2 separate regions of the Rattus norvegicus genome follow, and region 2 is linked to region 1. The links are chromatin contacts, called in public Hi-C maps. All regions are on one chromosome and are shown on one strand. The core of a region is the stretch at or near the end of the contact, and the rest is flanking DNA. Distances in the headings are between cores, read along the strand shown.

Region 1 (7,768 bases), core at 2,510-5,009:
AAGAAATGGGCAAAGCACTTCAAGGAGAGATTCAACTTGCCAGACTCTAGAATCACTATAGAAACTCTCCTTAGGGTGAGAGTAATGGAGGTGTGGGCGGAACCAATCCTGGACTGAAGAGAAAGGAGAGTGGAAGCTGGACAACAGCAATCATCTCTCTGCTCTGCTGCACCCAGCACCTCGAGCCCTCACTGCCATGGCTTCTCTGCCACTGTAGACTATAACTCCCAACCACCCGCTGCCATGAACCCTTCCTCTCCTAAGTAGCCTTACACTCGTCAGCCAATTCCCTTCTACGATTTGGTGCTTTTGAAACACGTGGTTATATATAAAACCAAATTGAGAAGAAGAAGAGAAAAAAAATGAAAGGAAACAAAACCATTTCCCACATAAGATGGGAAAGTCAGGGATTGAGGTACCCTGGGCTTCAGTTGGAGCATGTGGTCACGCAGTGGGGACAGGACCCGGGACATGAAGTCCTGCTCTAGAGTGTGCTAGTGCTGACGCCTTGGGCAACATCTCTTGCCTCAGATGCTCAACCAAAGTAAATGTGTGTGACACACTGCCCCCCAGGGTTGGGGTGTGGGCTCCAGAGCCGATCCATTTACTTTCTCAGCACAGATTGTTGTCCTGTCACTGCAGGCCACTGTCAAAGGAGCAGCACCTTGGCTGTCAAGGACTGTGGGTGACTCACTAACAACGCTTCGGTGATTTTAAATCATAACTCAGTTTAGAGCACTGGTAAGATGCACGTGGCCAAACAAAACCCATCTAAAACAAAACTACAACCACCACAATTTACTGCCCACCGCCAACTGGCATCTTTAACGACATCATAGGTAGCCCTCTTGGTCAACTAGAAATTTGAATTTTATTACTTGGCCCAATTTTTTTTTTAAAAAAAAATCAAGCTGCTATTTAAAAAAAAAAGTCTACAAATTCTTCTTAAAAAACATCTGTTCCTATAAATACATGAAAAAATTTGACCTTTGTGAGTTGTCGCCCTCTAATAGTCTACCCGCTGGAGACTGCAGAGTCTGGTGACTCTGCGAACGTGAGCTCCAAGCCTTCTGTCCAGGCAGGGAGCTGACACTGCAGAGGCAGCTTATCAGGGAATGAGGACGGCTACACGGACACATCCCTGCTCTGAGAAAGGAACCATGTTCATCATTAGCAAGACTGTCCCTCAGAGCAGTCAGCAGCTCTTACCCAAACACATGCAATCCTGCATTTATTTCCTCTGTCGAACTTCCCTGGGTTTTTGTCTTAGAGATGATTTTAGGAAAGGCCCAAAGAGCCAGCCTGCGGGCAGTTCTCACACGTGTCACTAGCCCAGGCTTTCCCAAGGTACTCTGACAGGTCATTGCCAGCTCTACACACAGCCCCAGCATCATCCATGGCTCCCCAAACAGCTACCCCAAATGTCCAGACTAAAGGAAGGGACTGAGGGGCAGCAGGCATCTTACTGTGTTGTTGAAGCTGTCCGTCCTAGAAAGTGGTGGGTCTTCGGTGGCGTCCCATCCCACAGAGCTTCGGGGCACTGGAGCCTTCTTGGCATCGTTTTTCTGGGCAGGGGGTGACAGTGGTGCATCCTTAGACTTGGGGAAGAGGACTTCGTGGTCTCTGATCATCATGGTCATCACTCTTTGGATCTGAGGAGTTCCTGAAAGAAAGAAGAGATTTGCCATGCTGGTGCATGGAGTAGGATCCCGGAAGGCCTCAAGGGTTGCCACCCACCAAGAGGGTATTTTCACATTGGCCCTAAAACCACAGGCTTCGTTTGCTCTAATGGGGCCCCCTTTGAATTGTTTGGGGTAGAATATTTTTAGTGGGAGGATGAACTAAAATAAAGATATATAAGGGGGGTGAGCAATGAGCCACTGAGGACACTTCCCACCTGTATTCTCTCCGTCAGATATTAGCAGACAGTGGGTGTAATAATAAGGCAAAGGGGGTGGGGGTGGGGGGTGTAGATATCTTTCTCTTCTCCTCTCCTGTGGTCCTCAATATGATCTGTTTTGCTCCTGAAGCAAATGGTGTCAGGAACATTTCCTCTCCACATGCATGCATAAGTCCTCTCGGCCAGGACCTTTGCTCGTTGAGCCAAGACAAAGCCTTAGAAAGCGTTTCAGCCTAGTTGTACAGCAACCTTTTTGTGAAACCAGCTTGTAAAACAAAACCCTGTTTGCCCTTCTTGGCTGAGGGTATGTTAAAGTCATAAAACGACTGGGGAACACTAGTTAATTGGTTTGAGGTTAGACTGCTGTGCTCTGTGACCATTGAGCCGCCGACCTCATGGGAGCTGTTATTAAAGTTGGAAGAGGAAGGTGGGCAGGCTCGCTGGGTAAGCTGCAGAACATCAAATAGACACTAGGGGCAGTGTTCTCGCGGTCACTTCCGGCGGGCCGCTCCCCTGAAGGATCAGACTTTGTACCTCTCATGATCACAGCGGGGTCTTCAACCTTCGACCTGATGAGGTTCACACCGATCACAGTGGCCAAGTTGTCCACGCTCATCTTGTTGACGGCACAGTTCAGCTGGATTTCATGCAGAAATCTGTGGGCAACAGGAAACCCTATCTTAAGACAATGGGAATGCAGAGTGCGTGCGCGCATGCGCATAAGAGAGAGAGACACAGAGACACAGAGACAGAGAGACAGACAGATCCTGGACTCAGCGGTACATTTGTACATTTGTTGTATTCTAGCTCTTTCCCCTTAAAGTTTCTGGAATGGAGTGAACTCCTGGAAGTTAACAGACCAAGAAGAGATAAGGAGCCATAGATGGCTCAGCTGCCAGGGGTGGGGGATGGGGTAGGGTTGGGTGGGAGTGGCATAGATGGCTCAGCTGCCGGGGGTGGGGGATGGGGTAGGGTTGGGTGGGAGTGGCGGGGCAGGCTGAGGTGGAGAATTTTAAACAGGGGTTGCTTGGGAGGAAGAGGTTACTCCAAGAATTCAGATGGGTGTGTGACAGCTTCAGTGACTTGCCATTATCACTCCCTGCTTCTGGGTTCCCATCCCACCCACGTCTCCAGAGAGGAAAAACTGTGTCAGTGAGGAGGTCTTAGACACGGAGGGTTAATCCATGGTACTTCCTATTCTCACCCCAGAGCTCAGCAGCTCTGGGTTCTACTACACTTTCACTCATCAGAAGCCTGAAATCCCTAGATTTGTTGGAAAAATAAAAACATCTAAACAGATCAGTAAGGGAATTATGGATATTTCTTAAAAGCATTTAAAAGTGGGCAGACTGAAATACCATAAAATGTAGGTTATTTATAAAATTTATTCCATAAGAATTGTATTTATAAAAATTAGGAGAAATAAGAATTATATGTTCAAATGATGAAAACTATGAGATTAGGGAATAATTTATTTTATGATAAAGGACATGCTTTTCATGGGTATAAAACCATTCTCCTGCAGTTTCACTGGTGTATGAGAAGATTCATCAGAAGATAAAACACCCAAGAGAAGGAAGACATCACTGGATGAGGGGTTGCATCTAGTGTTGGTCCTTATTTACAAATAGTTCTAGTCTCTTTGTGGTTTCCAGGTTAAGTCAGAATCATCTTTAAAACTAGGAAATTACGTTGCAGTATTTTTGGAAGACAAAATGAGGTTTGTAAGGGGTGAAGATGTCTGAGCTGGTCCACCTGCAAGGTGTTGCCACAAGGGCCTCACACAGTAGGTCCTCAGGCCTGCAGGAAAATATAAATGGTGGCCTAGAATGACTGTTTCCCCGGGTGTTAGTTTCAGGGAGAACAGGCATTTCAGGTTCTTGCACGCCCTGGGGCAGGTCAGAAGGAAGGAGTGCGTGTATTCTGTGTGCAGGATCTGAGGGGTTCCTGACAAGCACTCTGTCAATCATATGCAAATAGAGTTAAGCTTCCACATTTCTGGACCACAATCTGTGGCCTTAGGGACCTTCCTCTCTAACTGGGGCTTCTTTCTGATATGGCTAGACACTGTGGCTCACGCCGGGCCTCACCTGCAGATGTAGCTCAGGAGGTTGTAGTTGTCACGGGGGAGAATGGAAAGCTGCTTCTCCAGCTCCTGCTGAGCCTGGAAGAGAATTTTGACACTGGTAAAGGAGCCTACTGCCTGTGAGTCAGCAATGGGGGTAGAGGCAGAACTGGCGCCATCTGTATAGGAGGAGCACTTTGGTTGTCTCTCCTGCTCCCACGGTTTTGTGAGTTACAATATTTGGAAGTAGCTATGAATTCTCAGAAAGTTAAAGCCCAGACTGGTCTTGAACTCCATAAGTAGTCAGTGGTGAACTTCGACTTCTGATTCTCCTGCCTCTCCGCTTCTGGAGTGTATGCCGCAAGTCTGTCCTGGTCCAAGAATCGGACCCAGGGTTCTGTGCACGCTAGGCAAGCACCCTACCAGCTGAGATATATTCCCAGTTATCATATTTTTTTGTATAGTGCATTTAGAAAGTCTATTTGTCGACCACCCACTCCTGACCTCCTAACCTCCTGACCTTGAGCTCCTGTAAGTTCTGACTATCTGATAACTGACACTCATGATAATGTTCTCAATGAGTGAGATGCAAAGATCCAATAAACAATCAAATCAGAATCTAATATTTCAAAACTGCCTTAGAAGTAGTGAGCAAGTGATTCTGCTGAGAACTTCTGGGAAGCAGGCCAGACCGGCCATGCGGGAAGGCACGCACTGGGATGGCAGCTCACGTTGTACAATAGCTGTAGAGTCCAGATGTGGCCATTCAGAGATCCCATGTGCCAGGGACAGGAAGGACAGGTCCCTCTGCGGACCACAGCTGCCTGCAGAATCTGTGATCACACTCTGACAGCATGTGAGATGACATGTATGTAGTATGACTCTTTTTAGGTATTTTTAAAGCTTTATTATTCACAAAGGAGATCTGAAACACCCCTGTAAACCAAGGATTTTCATATCTTCTGTCAACCCTACAATACCCACAAATCAGGTACAAATACCCACATCAGACTATGCAGCCTGGTTTGGTTTTCTCTTGGAAAACAGCTACACCTGTCGGTGAACCATTGCTGCTCTCTTCCTATCCATTCTCTTCCTGTCCTGGCTTTGAAATGTAGAATAGTCTTTTGTGCCAGAATCCTTAAAACCATGGCTCCCACCAGCAGTCAGCCCAGGAGATTCCAATAACTATTTTTCTCACTGGCCCAGGTGTCCTGTCTGTGACTCAGACTATATCACAAACACCCAAGAACAGAGGAGAAACTGCTCAACTATAAAAGAAAAAAAATGAAAAAAAAAAAAACAAATTAGTTTCATGTGCCCTGTAATGACAGACAATGGTGACAATGGTGGAAATTTGTGCTGCTCCGCATGGTAGCTAATTGCCACATGGAACGATTTAAATGTAAATAAAATCAAGATTTTGGCTCTTCTGGTGTATTAATCATATTTTGTGCACATGCTATCACTTGTGGCCAGAGGTCAGCACACAGACAAGTGATAAGAGTGCCTCACTATGGAATCCTCTTGGTTTAAGCAAATACACTGAGCCTCACAGAATATGCACAAGTGGCTACTCTTAGGTAGCAACCTGACCGGGTTTAGAATGACCAACAGATACATCTACCAGAGTGTTTCGGGAGAGGGCTGATGCGGCGGGAAGACCCATCCTGACAGCGAGCTCCTAGGAATAGCCCACAATAAGGGACTTTGGTAAGAGGAGGAAAGCAAGCTAAGCACAGGCCTTCATCTCCCTCTGCTTCCTGAATGCAGATGCGGCATGACCTGTGCCCCTGCCTTTTCCACCACCACAAACTGTACCCTGAAGCTGAGCCGTCCTTACCTCGCTTCCGTCTGGCATTCTGCCATGGCAATGAGGTAGTAACTAATACACTGCATAATTTACCCAATGGAAGAATGGTAGTCATACCCAAGGCCTTTGTAGTGTTTACCAGAGAAAATGGCCCCACCAGCCTGCCACCACTGCTGTAGTATCAATCTGACAAAATATCCTACCAAGGGGTGTGGCCCCCTCTCTCACCTACTAAAACCCCTTTTAGAAAATCAATAGCTTTTTGCTTTCTTCTAAGTAAGGCAGTCAGCTAGGGAGCCACCCACCTTGGCCTCATCTGCGTTGGTGAGCTGTCCACAGAGCAGGAACCCCTCATACTGGCTCCAAGGAACCACAGGCTCTGGCAGGTCTCGGAGGTAGAGCTTTAATAGAGAGGCCACCGTGTGCACATCTGTGTCCCTGAAAGAAAATAAGCTGTACTTAGAGCACAGGACCTCCCACCTACCCTGAGGGACCACTGGGTCAGAGCATGAACCAGAGAGGGGCAGGTTACAAAGGACCAGTCATGTAAAGTTGAACCGGCCCCAGACACCAGCTTCCAAGAACAACTCCAATTCACTTCTCTCTGCTTCCACACAGATGCCTCAAAGGTAGCATTAAGGCTCCCCTTTCATTATATTCTCTTTAACTATTTTGATCTTTTCTGCTTTCTTCAGACCACTTAATACCTTATGGTTAGCGATGTCTTTCTATGATTTCAGTAGTAAACCAGAGGGGTGTACCTAGATCTATCAAGCCACAGCCCTGAGAATATACATGTTACCAAACACTGCGGTGGGTGCTGGGATGTGAGAAGAAGCCCAGGACAAACTCAGGAGGTCAGAGTGTAGCAAGGGACAGCTTGGGAGACACAAGTGACTCCAGATGAAGTCAAGTCAGATGTTGGACGTGGGGCGAGATCTGAAAAGCGCAGGCATGTTTCCTGGAGAGAGGAATGGTGCATCAGCCCTAACAGCCTGAAGGTATTCAGCTGAGTGTGGGCAAGCTTCTGTGGTTCAGCTTCTGATATTTATAGCAAGTGTCGCCTCAACCTAGGAGGCAGATCTGGCCTAGAACCTACATTTTTGTATAGGCTGCTCGCTAGAAATTATTACTACATTTTTAAGTGCTTGGGGGGAAATCAAAATCTATCCCATGACATGTGAAATTATACGTACTTGCACAAGGCTACAGTATCAATAAAATAAGTTTTGGAGGAATGCAGCCCTGTTCGTTCACTTCCATACCGCCATTGCTTCATTAGTGTGAGAGAACAGTAACAGTGACAACGCCACTTAACCTGAAGAGTCTACGTATGCACCCATGACCCAGCCTGCAAAGCTGGCTGGCCTCTGCATGGCAGAGGGACTGCATTTATTCTGCTACTAGAGAAACTAAACACGGTAAACATCAATGTGTTACTTAATAAGGGGGTGCATTCTGAGAAGTGTGGCATTAGGCAGTTTAGTCACTGTATGATGTTCATAGACCCAGTGGGATAGGCTGCTCTTCTCCTAAGCTTCATGGGGAGTACTCTTGTGGTCCGTCACTTAAAGCATTTGAGGCAGTACAAACAAGAACACCAGGACTTGAATGGGAGTGTGTGCATGTGCTTACATGCCTGTGTGTGTGTGTGTGTGTGTGTGTGTGTGTGTGTGTGTGTGTGTGCGCGCGCGCGCGCATGCATGTATTGTTTTTGTTTCTGTTCTTGGTTGCCAAGAACTTTGACTATGACTCCTGCACCACCCCAACCCCACTGCACCCCATTTCCATCTCCCCTAATCCATTCCTCCCACCCCATCCCTGCCTCTGCAGCCTGTGAAGTGCTACCTCTGAAAAGGAACACAGAATTTCAGAGAAAACTATCTGCACTCCAAGGCAGGAAGTTTGGGGCGGGGAATGTTTCCTTAACATGGATATTCAAAAATATCCTACCCTATTGAGTCACTGTCTAAAAATATCCCTGAGAAAA
Region 2 (7,768 bases), core at 2,864-5,363, 56 kb after region 1:
AAATGGCCCCCATCAGCCAGCAGGGAGTGGTACTATTAGAAGTGTGGCCCTATTGGAGGAAGTAGTCACTTTGAGGTCTCAGATGCTTAATGAGACCATGCCCAACATGGCAGTTCTCTGCCTGCTTCCTGGAGATCTGGATGTAGAATTTTCAGCACCACGTCTGCTTGGAGGCTGCCACACTTCCACCATGAGGATAATGGACTAAACCTCTGAACTGTAAGCCAGCCCCAACTAAATATTTTCCTCTATAAGAGCTGCTGTGGTCATGGTGTCTCTTCACAGCATAAAACCCTTACTAAGACAGAAGTTCGTGCCAGGGACTGTGGTATGGTTATGATAGGCCTGGCTGTGTTTTTGTTTGGAAGAATGTGGACTTTGGGACTTTGGGTTTAAAAAGCAGTTCAACACTTTAAGTGGGGCTTAATGGGCCATACTAGTAGAACCATGGAAAACAGCAGTGTCTTTGAACTGTGGGGACCCAGCTCTTGAGGTTTCAGAGAAGAATGTGAGTATGTGGCCTAGAGACCATGCTAGTGATATTTTGGTGGAGAACATGGCTGCTTTTGCCCTATTTGAAAAGTCTGCCTGAGGCCGAATTGAAGAGTTCTGGATAAACTGTATTAGCACAGGAAATTTCAAAACAGCCTAACATTGACTCTGGTGTATGGTTATTTAATGTTCACTCTTATGAAGATCTATAATGAAAAGGAAGGAGCTGAGCGAGGAAAATTATAAAATGTACAATTTGAGGAGAAAGGGGCACCAGGAAGTGGAATGGAGCTGAGTCCTGTGTTTCAGGTGATAAAATCCTGACATTAAATGGAACAGAGGGAGTGGTGACCTCAAGGCAAAATCCCACCCAGCCAAGCCCCCAACTTGTAAAAGGAAATAGAGAAAGCTTAGAGCCAGGTCTGAGGGTACATGCTGTAACCCCAGCAGTCTGGAGGCAGAGGTAAGTAGATCTCTGAGTTTGAGGTCAGCCTGGCCTACAGATTGAGTTTCAGGACAGCCACGTTTAGGCAGTGAAGGAAACCATCAAATCTAGAAAGCTGATGAAGATGTAACAGAACAAGGGAGCCATGCTCAAGCCCCAGCAAGCAGCAGAACTTGGCAGACTTGGCTTTAGAGGAGGGAAGAAAAGGTTATGGAATCTCCATCTGTGACTAAGGAAAGCTGCCGAAACCAGGCATGAGTCAGGCCTAGAGAGGCCATTGTGAGAAGCTGTGATGAATGAAGGTGAGACCTGAACTGCCTTGGAGACCCCAAAATGTCAGAGGCATCAGAGCGATGGGATACCTGTTGAGGAAAGCTGCTGATGGGGAGTAGAATCGGCTGAAGAAAGTGTGTTACAGAAGCACAGTTCATCCACCCATCACACAACAGCAATCAATTTAAACGTTTTAAACCTCTGAGACTCTAGTTCCTACTCCAGGTCACTTCAGTTGATATCTCTGGCATGGAACTTGTAAGCAAACTTTCCTAAACTCCTAGGGCAGCCAAATTTGAAAGCCAGTCAATCAGATGAGAGGTGGTGTTCATGTCTACAGCCTAAAGCAGCCATTGCTGCCTGATTTAATGGAGCCTGGAGTAACTGCACTGAATGAAAGTGTTCATACATAGCAGGCACTGGGGTTCTCACAGGAAAAGAAATAATGAAGTATGTAAACAACACAGGCTAGAGGTGGTCAGAGCCTAGCAGTATGAGGGAAGGGAGAGAGAGTTCATAAGAATGGCAGTCACTAATTGGAATAGGAAGGGTCCTAGAGGCTAAAAGATGACCCAGTTTCTAAAAGAACATGGAAGAATATTGGGATTGTGTGTATAATTTGTAGGACTTGGTATTAAATGAAAACACTGAGCCCTTTGTTTGGAAACTATGGAAATACAAGACGGTGGCAAGAGAACACAAAACCCAGCATAGGTCCTACATAGTGGAGCTGGGCACACATCGTGGAGCCCACATTGTGGAAAGGGGATCTTGGTTATGAGTGGAACAAGAGACCTACGTAGAGGAGATAGGTACCTGAGATAACCCAGGGGTGGAAGGTGCTAAAGTTTCAGGCTGAGATATCCTGACAGGCTGATATTTGAATGCTTAATTCCAAGCTGTGGTACCATTTTGAAGGCTGTGGAGCCTTTAGTAGGTAGAGCTTACTGGGCACAAAGAGGATCCGAAAGTCAGGTCTTTGAAAGTTATGCATACTCCTGGTTCCAGTCTCTCGCACCATTATACCTCCCCCCAATACACTGAACAAACAAACAAACAAACAAACAAACTGAAATTCCTTAAAACCATAAATCAGAGAGAACTTCTCTTACCTTAAGCTTGTCCTGTTTATAACACCAATGAGAAAAGTAACTTACAAAGAAGGCTACCCATGAATGATCTCTCCATGTAAAGACCCACATATGCCAGCTGGGCTGGTGTAGATCTTTTCCTACTCATAAGTGAATGATCTGAGTGGCAAGTGTGATGCTGAGACTATAGGTCCTGACTGGGTATTAAGAAGCTTGAAGTATTGCTGACTCCGGGGAAGTAGTTTGTGAAAGTGTGGGAGGGCATATTTGGGCAGAGAAGAGGAGAGTCATGTGAAAATTCTCTGCTAAGGCAGCATGCAACAGTTTAGGATTAAGAGTTTAGTGCAAAAAAGGGAACTGACTTACAGAAGTCTTAGGTGAAGTCTTGTAAAATGTTTGGAGGAACTAAAGGAGCAAGTTTTTTTTATCCCCTAGTACACCTCCCCAAGCCATAGCATTTAATTCTTACATTGCCACCCTGCCTGAGGCCACCTGGAAGAAACTGTCTCACTATTAAGAAGACTGCCAATGCTCTGGCGACCTGAACACAGAGCTGGGTCTGAAGCTTAGCTGCTGGGAAATCTTGAGAGGTCTTGCTTGGCTTGCTAGCATTATCCACAGCAGCATGGTTGGAACTTCAGGAAGGCACCTTCCCTTATCTTATCTTCTAGTTTAATCAGCACAAGTAACTGGTTCCAGAATCCTAGCTGCAAGGGAGTCCATGATTGGGTTTCCACCATGTGGAGTGAAGCCCTAGGGAAGTGTCTAGTGTAGCAATCATGCTGCCAGCAGTAATGGACAGACAATGGAGTTATTTTCTGAATATATAGTTGATGAGTTCCATTTAGCTTCTGGTCTTGCTGAAAAAACATACAGCGGTCCCTCCCATTGCCCATATCACACCCTTTTCTTTCCCTCCCCCTCCCCCTCTTGGTTTGCTTTTTGGCCTCTTACACTGGATTTCTCTTCCTTCTCTGCTCACTCATTCCCTCCTCCTCATCTTCCTCTCCTCAGCTCATCCTTACTCCTCCTCTCTGTTGCTCATTTATGCTAACTAATCTGAACTACTACAAAAATGTTCTGTAGCACCAGTATTTACACTTCCCAAGGGTCACTTTTCTCATCCTCTGTAGTGAATGGGAATTGGTTTTTATCCAATAAAGAGATACATTGTACCCGTAGCCCTCAGTTTATGGCTGTTTCCTGGATAGTAACTTAGTAACCAGTGCCCAGTTAGAGAGGAGCAGGGGAGGGAAGGCAGATGAAAAGATTGCCCACAGACCCAGCCCCTTGAGTCTCCAGTAGAGGGATTCCTTGCTCACACTCTGAAAGACTTGGATGACAAAAACAAGAAGTATTCCTTGTGACCCTAACCAGCCTTAGAGACTCTGAGAACTGAGGCTATCCAAATTCTCAGTTACCTCCCCAGGTCCAAATTATCTTACGAAACCAAAAGACTGCCTCTCTATATACAAGGAAGCTAGAAAGCTCTTGATCAAGCCACTGTTCTGTCATAATAACAGCAGCTCGAGACAACAAACAATAAATAGGCTTTGGCCTCATTTTAATTCAATGTCCTCAAGATGGAGAAAAGTCAGGAAAAAACTCAGCCATCCCACAGCATTTTGGGTGGTAGCTACCCCATGAAGGCTCATCCTGATTCCTGGAGGATCTGAAAGTAAATTAAATAGACAAAGCTTTGACTTTAGGGAACTTGCAGTGCACTTGTGCAAATGAGATCATTTCAGACTCGAAATCACATCGTCAGGAAGAGACTGAGGAGGCGGAATGCAGAGACGCGGAGCACAGCAGACAGTGCACCAGGCAAAGGCTCATGGGAAAGATTGTATTTACACTAAAGCTGAACAAGCATCGGAGCGGACATGGTAAAATCTCAGAAAGGTTATTTCAGGGAGAACAGAGGCCTGGCCTTGAGAAACCCCAAGCAGAGTGCTTCCGGAACTGGCATGTCTAGCCTACAGATGGAGACCCTGATTTTATTTTTAAATTTAATTCTAAGCACATTGATTAAAGGAACATATAGCATGATTTGATTCTTTTTAAGAAGTGTTGAGTTGGGTCTGGTGTGGAGAATGTGTTGATGGAAGAGTGGAAGGCAGCAGTGAGGGTGAGAAAATGCTGGGGACAATAGAGAGGTCAGACCAGAGACAGGCTGCTGAGCCCAGAGCTTCATCTGGTGGATTCAGTGTGAGATGGGAGCAAAAGGGAGAATGATGCCCACTCTGCATGTTTGGCTACAGCACCTTTGTGAAGATAGCGCCTCTGACTAAAGCCAAGTGAAGTGGTTGGGGAGAAAATCCAGGATGCTGTGTTAACCAAAGTAGGGGAAAGAAGCCTGTAAGGCATTCAAGCAGACCGAACTACACAGAGTCCACAGGAGAGATCGCAGCTAACAATAGAGTGGCAACTGGAGAATCAAGCCAGAGGAAGGACTCAAACCACCTAGCTGGTGGGGCTGGATGAGTAGCAGACTGGTGCCGTGAGTCCTGGTCAAAGTTAACTCCACAGACGTGCTACCTGTGCCGTGCAGTCAAATGTGGTCAAATGCAGTCAAATGTGGTCAAATGCAGTCAAATGCAGTCAAATGCGGTCAAATGCAGTCTTGCCCTGATGAGATTCCTGCACCTTTAATGCTTTCTGAACAAGAGCCCTGCTTGAACAAGTCTCCCTGTGAATGACATAGCCAGTGCTACCTGAGACACCTGAGGTGTGACGGAAGAGGGTATAGTGCTGAGGTGTCTCAGAAAGAGTAGCCATGGGAATCGAGAGCCAGAAGCTGTGAAAACAAACGAGCCCTGAAAAGCCTGTTCCAAGGTAATGACAACGATGACATCTGACGGCATCGGCATCCTGAGGCCGGGAGGTGGGTGGGGCACAGAGTCTGGGTGATCACGCCCTCTTGGCTTCCTGCCTCAACCAGAGGAGACTGTGGAGGCCCACTAATATGCAGGTCTCTGGATGGGCTTCTGCTGTTTGTGTCTGAAGGCAGAACTAGAGGAAAAGGCGGGAGCTGATGGAATCGTGATGGGAAAGGGGGGCAATTCCCTTTCAGCTGCCACACTTTTCACTTTGAAATGTCTGAACAAGAGTATGAGGAACCTTGAGGTAAGGCCTTGAGGAGGAAGAGTAGGAAGGCAACTGGAGGACTTGCTTTGGCTCTCGGTGTCAGAGTTTAAACCATCATGGGTGAAGAGGACACAGGGCAGAAAAGCAACACACTCACAGTGTACAAGGAGCAAAGAGAAAATAACTACCATAGAGCCCTTCCCCCCCCCCATTTTAAATTCCTTCCAGGCTCCTAGGACAAACTAGATAATCCTGTTATTTGAAACTCCTTCAGAGAGACACAGTCAAAGATGTGCCTTCCTCATCTCATCCCAGGGACCCCGTGTCCACTGCCTTTTGCAACAAGAGTTTGGGGCAAAAGAAAAGTAACTCTGGTAGATGGATTCTATGGCTTCAAAGACGAACATCCTTTCCAAATTCAAGTTGAAACTCAACCCCCAAAGAAGCAACACCTTAGCAAGGTATTGAGTAACTGTAGCAAGTTATTAAGTTAATTCTCCAGAGCAGATGGAAGGCCTTTAATGGCTGAGCTAAGTCCTGAAGACACTGTGCTGAAGGCTTGGTCTCTAACTTGCAGTGCTATTGAGAAGTTCTGGGCCTTGAGGATGCTGACCTTACAGTGGATTAGTCCACTGACTCCACAAAATTGCCTGGGCCCTGGGGAGCTGGATCCTGGTGGAAGATGTAAAGGGCCTCTGGAGGGTACATTTTGTCCTTGTTCTCTGTCAGATTCCCCATCTCTCTCCTGCCTCCTGCCCACTAGATGTGACCATGTTTGCTCAGCTACAAGCTGTCTTCCATGATGTTTGGTCTCACTTCATACCAAAAGAACACTGGTCGGGCATGGTGGCACACACCTTTAGTCCCAGCATTCAGGAGGCTGAGGCAAGTGGATCTCTGTGAGTTTGAGGCCAGCCTGGTCTACAGAACAAGTCCAGGACAGCCAGATATGTTACACAGAGGAACCCTGGCGAGAGAGTGGGGGGAGGGACGGAGGGAGGGGGAAGGGGAGAAGGGGGAGGTGCAGAGGGAGTGGAGAGGGAGAGGGAGAGAACTAAATGACAGTAGACTGAGATGTTCAAAACAAGGGATAAAATAAGATTTTTTTTCCTTCAAGTACCTGCTTAGGTACTTTGTCTCTGCAGCGAACAGCTAACTGACCAAAGGCTCTTACAGAATGCTTTGAAGAGATGGATTTACCCTCTTCGGCTCCTCTACCCTCTGGAGTCACAGTGTGCATCTTCTTTACCCATCATGCCTGTGGTCATACTGTATATTATGTATATGCAATGAGTTTCCCCTCCCAGCAATGTCAAAACCTTCACACTGGACCTCCTAGACTGCAGCACTGTAAGTGCAAATCTCTACTCTTTATCATCATACAAGGAACTGTAGCACAGAGAATTCAGTAGGGGTCTCAGCCTCTCCGTGAGTGTCCACCTACGGCAATGGGCATAAGCCAGAAGTAGAACCAGTCCGCCCAATAGTTAGACTTTCTCCCGGGTGTTCAGAGTGGCAGGGGTTGGAGTGAGAGAATGGAAGGAAGAGGTAAACTGAGTACACAGGACATGAGGGTCACAGAGGTGAGGTCAGAGGTGGCGCGGTATGCAGTGGCTGACCCGTGCTGGGTAGCCAGGGCTCTGCCTAACAACCTAGGAAGAAGCAGAGTGAGTAACGTCCTTCGGACACTGATCTGTAATGTCCTAAGTGAGGGGTGGCAAAGGGCTGGTCTTGTAATCTGACCCATGTAAACGTGTCCTCAAGGGCTCTAGCATCAAATTCCATCCCGACCCCATCTCTACTCAAGGACTGGCTTCCCAAGTCAGGATCTTTTCCTTTTCGTTCAAGAAACATTCTAACCAGGAGGCTTACTCTCTACTGAAGAAGACAGACAGGCCTCTACATTTCCCATCCGTTATAATTCCAGGCATTTCAGGCCACAGAAGGATGAACCTTGTGGAAGCTTTAGGCGTCTGAGAGAACTGGTTAAATCCAGGGCTTTCCTGAGAAGTACATGGCAAACAGAAGTTTGCTCTGTGGAACCACAGAACATTGTCTGTGGGCGCCCTCTGCTGGCTGTAAGTGAGAATGCAGTCGGGAAGTGGAAGGTTTCTTAGGCACAGAAGGGCGGGGATGTTACACATCATTATTTAGAGCCTTACAGAACAAACCCACGTTGGTTCTTTAAATGCTGTAATGACAGTCAAACTTCTGTGCTATGTCTGAATCTCTTTTGTGGGATAGGACTCTTTCCTCAGATAGAAGGCACTGTTGAAAATTTTTAGACAAATTATAGTCTTTGAGAAATATCAGACGTTTCGATCAAGTCCACCCCGCCCCTCCCATTCTCCCCACCCCCGACTTTGACTTGCTGGATTCA

The links. A called contact is a pair of places that touch in the nucleus more often than the background predicts.
Region 2: a contact with region 1 is called in a Hi-C map of frontal cortex, with 2.7 times the contacts expected there. The contact joins two enhancer-like sites. A contact is called at or near these places in 6 of 12 Hi-C or Micro-C datasets (the A7r5 cell line, Schwann cells, frontal cortex and 3 more).

What each region holds. Positions count from the first base shown.
Region 1 is chr4:121,459,087-121,466,854 of GRCr8, forward strand. Arhgap25 (Rho GTPase activating protein 25) reads right to left here. Exons shown (of 11, transcript NM_001109247.1): 6 at 6,084-6,216; 7 at 3,991-4,064; 8 at 2,435-2,556; 9 at 1,467-1,663. Among named protein-coding and RNA genes, the nearest start is that of Bmp10, 34 kb to the left of the region's middle. Within about 2 kb of position 3,760, at least 15 of the 93 cell types and tissues checked have an H3K27ac peak or open chromatin away from gene starts, as enhancers often do.
Region 2 is chr4:121,515,093-121,522,860 of GRCr8, forward strand. The region is part of intron 1 of Arhgap25 (Rho GTPase activating protein 25); the gene reads right to left. Among named protein-coding and RNA genes, the nearest start is that of Arhgap25, 13 kb to the right of the region's middle. Within about 2 kb of position 4,114, at least 5 of the 93 cell types and tissues checked have an H3K27ac peak or open chromatin away from gene starts, as enhancers often do.